Linked DNA regions of Zea mays: region 1 is linked to region 2. The links are chromatin contacts, called in public Hi-C maps. All regions are on one chromosome and are shown on one strand. The core of a region is the stretch at or near the end of the contact, and the rest is flanking DNA. Distances in the headings are between cores, read along the strand shown. Region 1 overlaps LOC103653707 (flavonoid 3'-monooxygenase CYP75B3). Region 2 has its middle 55 kb from the start of LOC103653708.

The links. Hi-C and Micro-C count contacts between places; a contact is called where the count stands out from the background.
Region 1: a contact with region 2 is called in a Hi-C map of leaf, with 4 times the contacts expected there. The contact joins two enhancer-like sites.

What each region holds. Positions count from the first base shown.
Region 1 is chr4:135,221,209-135,223,908 of Zm-B73-REFERENCE-NAM-5.0, reverse strand. It overlaps LOC103653707 (flavonoid 3'-monooxygenase CYP75B3), which reads left to right. Exons shown (of 2, transcript XM_008680536.4): 2 at 716-1,605. The coding sequence ends at 1,360. It overlaps LOC103653706 (zinc finger CCCH domain-containing protein 53), which reads left to right. Exons shown (of 13, transcript XM_035967329.1): 12 at 1-44; 13 at 209-616. Among protein-coding and RNA genes, the nearest start is that of LOC103653706, 8.6 kb to the left of the region's middle. Within about 2 kb of position 1,343, at least 11 of the 20 cell types and tissues checked have an H3K27ac peak or open chromatin away from gene starts, as enhancers often do. A contact at or near this core is called in leaf, where this site is marked.
Region 2 is chr4:135,360,984-135,363,683 of Zm-B73-REFERENCE-NAM-5.0, reverse strand. No RefSeq gene overlaps it. Among protein-coding and RNA genes, the nearest start is that of LOC103653708, 55 kb to the left of the region's middle. Within about 2 kb of position 1,408, at least 16 of the 20 cell types and tissues checked have an H3K27ac peak or open chromatin away from gene starts, as enhancers often do. A contact at or near this core is called in leaf, where this site is marked.

The DNA.
Region 1 (2,700 bases), core at 94-2,593, 140 kb after region 2:
AGCAAAAAAGGGGGAGGGCCCCCCTCCATTCCTCTAATCTGGGAGTAAGTGTCAACAACAACCTTCCTTGTGCCTGTCTTTCTGATAGTGCTGTAACCATTAATAATAAGCTAGCTGCTGCTCCCATGACCATGATGCATGTATATGCCAGCATAGATCCTGAATCATGATGGTCATAATCTGTGTGTTAACGGGCTGTTGTGCGCAGGGGACTACTAATATGGCTACATGATGGCCGGCCCCATCAACCGAGCATAGAGAAGCTTTGATAAAGAAAAAAGAAATACCTTTGGAGAGGTGTAATCTTCTTCAGAGTGGGAGAAGGAGGGGACAGTGAAGACAACAACAGAGAAGAAACAAGTCCAGTTTGTTTTTTAGCTCTTAGGCCTATGATAAGTATATGATAGTAAGTGAGTGAGTAGTAGGCATAAATAATAGTAGTAGTAGTTAATTAGTAGTCGTTTATTAGTAGCTGCTGCCAGTGTCAAGAAGGTGATGAAAAGGCACACTCCAGCTCTCTCCTATGCTCGTTTGTGGCATGGATGGATCTCTCACTGTTGCTATGATATGTTGTTTTATTTATAATATCGTGTGTATAAATATTTCATGTTTTTCACTTTGTTTGATTTGCGGTACCACATATATAACGATTTCATGTGTTTTCCGTGGCAACGCACGGACATAGACCTAGTGTAATATATATGGACACAAACAGAACCTCTTCACGGCTGGGACGGACACGACATCCAGCACGGTGGAGTGGGCGCTGGCCGAGCTGATCCGGCATCCGGACGTGCTCAGGAAGGCGCAGCAGGAGCTCGACGCCGTCGTCGGCCGCGACCGCCTGGTGTCCGAGTCGGACCTCCCGCGCCTCACGTACCTCACGGCGGTGATCAAGGAGACGTTCCGGCTGCACCCGTCCACGCCGCTGTCGCTGCCCCGCGTCGCCGCCGAGGAGTGCGAGGTGGACGGGTTCCGCATCCCCGCCGGCACCACGCTGCTGGTGAACGTGTGGGCGATCGCCCGCGACCCGGAGGCGTGGCCCGAGCCGCTCCAGTTCCGGCCCGCGCGCTTCCTCCCGGGCGGCTCGCACGCGGGCGTCGACGTCAAAGGCAGCGACTTCGAGCTCATCCCGTTCGGCGCCGGCCGGAGGATCTGCGCGGGCCTCAGCTGGGGCCTGCGCATGGTCACGCTCATGACGGCCACGCTGGTGCACGCGCTCGAATGGGATCTCGCCGATGGCGTCACCGCCGAAAAGCTGGACATGGAGGAGGCCTACGGGCTCACCCTGCAGCGCGCCGTGCCGTTGATGGTCCGGCCCGCGCCCAGACTGCTGCCGTCTGCCTACGCAGCGCAGTAGAAAAAGGATTCTCTTCTCGATGGCTATCCCCGTCCTTCTCGCATGCACGCATGGGTCGTGGAATTGTCAACTCGGCACTCTTGTTGATGTGTGTAAACTCTAATCTCTGCTATTAAGGGTCCAATATGGACATCCGCACCGTGGGCCATGCCCAGCCTCAGCCATCATCGCCCTCGCCCCGCGGCTGCCTCCAGAAATTTGTAGCTGGAAATCGTTAATTCAGAACATGTGGTTATCCATGGATCTTAGTGCGTAAGTTAAAGGACTACAAATGTTTGGGGTGGTGTATTGTGTTTGGCTAGTGGGAGATAATTATGTTCAAAGTTTGTCTGTTTATTTCAAAAAAAATTATTAGGATACTAGGTGAGTGCCCGTGCGTTGCAACGGAAACATATAATACCACAATAACTTATATACAAATGTGTGTTATACTGTTATAAGAAAAGATTTGAGCTTGCACAAACACACTATTTTTACCTCTAACTTGCAATAGAGTCGTAAATCTTTGTATTTATAAGAAAGAAAAGAATATCCGAAGTACAAGCTTTCCTCTAAAGGGAGGATGAGACCCACCAAATAACAGAATTACATCTATGCTACTAAACAAAAAAACGCAAACCCCAGACACACAATACGCCTAAAAATAATCCATATGACTCCAAATCAAACAAACACATACTATTGATTCCAGAATTTCACCATTTAAAAAAAATAAATGAAGGTTAACCTTACAATACAAAATAAACTTCCATCTTGCGAGGAACGGTAGATTGTTTCTATGAAACAAATGCAAGTACTGTGAGGGTATGGCGGCGTGGTGGCCGGGTCAGGGTCGCCGCAGTTTGTGGGGTCTCATACAAAGAAAAATGTATCTACAAGTCAAGAATCAAGTAAAACCAGATTCTTAATCATATTCTTCAGATGTAAAAAGTAAAAGTGGGCTGCAGTTTTAATGAGTGCACCATGACAGGGAATACGGAGACAGAACATTGCTGGATCAAACATATCATTTTTAGCTTTTTGGTAATAGTATGATTTTGGAAGGATTATAGTTCGACAGTTCTATACTGAGAGGCCATGCAACAGAAAATCACAATAAAGTTGAAATGCAAAAGAATATGAAAAATATTACATCCATCAAAAGAAAGCCATGTACGGTTGTACACTGAACTACAGCCTTCTAGTCACAAAAACTAAAAAGCACAAAAACATGTTTTTGTGAGTCATGCTGGCAACACAAGCGCAGGTTCATGCACATAAACGTGTGATGAGCCCATGTAATATCATCACAAATCGTTGGATGTTTCTTTGGGTGCATAATGAGAATAATAAACGCAAAT
Region 2 (2,700 bases), core at 159-2,658:
CCATAGACAAAGCTAAAAGAAAGCATAACGAAAATAGCATTTGCTTTTCAAATACATCATAAGCAATGGTTATAACAAAAAGACATTCTTTTTGAAATATATATAAAACAAGACATAAGCGTGAAAATAACTTAGCTATAATTTTATGAACGTTTGGTGAACCATTTTAATCTTTTTTTAGAAAAGTTATATAGAATAACTAAGGCTATGGGCTAAAAGATTATAAAACACATTTATTAAACACTTATTTATGAAGCATTATAAAACACATTATTAAACATTATTAATTCTTTTTAGAAAAGATATATAATATATCTAAGGTTAATGAGTTATGAAACACAATATTAAATAATAATTTTATGAAAAGCTAATAGACAACTTAAACATATTTTTATGTGAAAAGATCATAATTATATTATTAAACACCTATTTATGAAGAGCTAGGTTATATGCCTTAAGTGGATTTTCAAGCAAAAAATAATGAACAAATAACCATCTTTTAATTTCATTAGAGAACACATGGGCATATAACCTAGGTCGCTAGATTAGTTAGAAATGGAAAGTCCAGTTAGTCTTTAAAAACATGGTCTATTTTCCTCCATTAAAACTTACTTTATATCAAAACTTGTCTCTTTTATCTTCAACTCTTCTTAGTCTAATTTTTGGTCTATCAGAAGGTTTTGGTCAGAAGCACTACAAAATGATCAAGTTAAGATTGCAGAACGTGAAGCGAAACTTGCTAGAAGAAACCCTTTCAAAGCTATTAAAGATGCCCCATTCTCTATCTTATCCTCACTCCGCAAGAAGTTTTGTATGGATCCCCTAGATCTATTATCTGGCTTCTTGGCTAGGTTGATAGGATAGTTCTATGATATTAAGTTTTTCGACTAGATCGGTAAGGACGAAGTTAAATTTATATTATAGTGCTTTTCTAATCCATAAACTTGCTATATAACCCTCGATGCCTTAGTAATGATCTAGATGAATCAAAATATCAAGAACAATTGAAAACAAAGATTCAATCTAGAATCAAAACCAAGAATGCAATGTCAACAAATAGAGATAAATAATATTACCGTACTAATCTTGCATAATATCACCAAGATTCTGCACACAAAGTGCTCCTCCAAAGCACCAGATAGTTCTCCCTTGATCTCTCCAAAACTCGTCAATTTCACCAATAAATCTAACCTAGAGTCTAAAATCTTTATAATCCCATTCTCTGTTCTGAAAAATAGAAAGACAGGTCTTCGATTTTTATGGACCAGCTGGCCCTCATCTGATCCAGATGACCACGCCCACCGAGCAACCGCTTGGGCCTGCCGGCCTATTCTATCTCGTCTCCGGACTTCAACAACTTGGACACATCTGAAATTTCTGCCGTGGGTCGCTCGACCACACTCCTGTATTAGACCGACCTCGGCCATACGCACAGCTGCATACTCACGTGAGCCGCACGCATACACGCTAACGCATGCGGCATGCCCCATTGCCCAATTTCCAGGCCGCAAGCCAAGTGCATGCACGTGCATGCTATATTTTCCCTTCTTTTATTTTATTTTCCAATTCCTTTATCCATTTAAGATATTTTCGATATATCTCAAATACGTTATTCCGTGCACGTCTTCAACGTACACAAACATGATACACAAGGCCCACACAGCTTCCCCGAATAAGGATCTTAGCCCCGGAACCTAGTTTTCGTACCTCGGTTGCTCCATAAACTTTGTATCGAAAACTAGTTCCATCGCAGCCGTCGACCATGCATGCTTTACCTCGATCATCACCTGCACGTCAAGAACACACACAGCCGTGTACGAGCACAAGTTCACGGCTTGACTCGGGGTTAATCCATGCAACACCACTCGATTATGTTACAATAATATCAAAACACATGTTAACACACATGTATGAATCAAAATCATATATTCGTACACATACATTATGTTGGTACTTGCTTTTTCGGGCAAGTGGATCCAATGGGTGAGTGGAGGGAGTGTTTGTAAGGTTCAATGGGGAATGATAATAGCTCCGTTGATCTAGCCTCTCAAGGGCACTGTACGGGTGTATTTATAGATACCCGAGGGTCCACTGTCCTCTGGTAAGGACATTTATGCCCTTGGGTACCCGGACTATCCCCAGAATATTCCCACATGGGGAGGTTACAGATCGTCATTACAGGAAAGACTATTACAGATGAGGCCCATAACACGCTCATACGTGCGGGGCCAGTTAAAGTGGGCCGAATCCCACATGAGCCTCCGGACGCGATGAAGACGTGGGACTAGCAGACTTCGTTGGAGTCTTGCCTTCGTCTTGCAAGGGAGAGGACGAAGGGAGACCGCTCGGGCGTGGTCTTCGTTGGTGTAGCGAGGCGACGAAGGCATCGAGCGAAGGGTAGCGTCTTCGCCTTCGCCCCAACACATTATATCCAAAAGCATGTAAATCACTTTGCGATGACAATAATAATTTATCACAATGTATCAATGTCAATCACTACAGTAAAATAACAAACATCCGACGGTCACGTCATCTCCGACAGTCACGCGATGACAATAATAATTTATCACAATGTATCAATGTCAATCACTTTGCATAGGCAGCCGTCGGACGTAAGGTTATGTCCGACGGCCACCTCAGGCTCTCGGAAATAGAAGCTTATGTCCGACGGCTGTCAGCGTAACCGTCGGACATAACCTT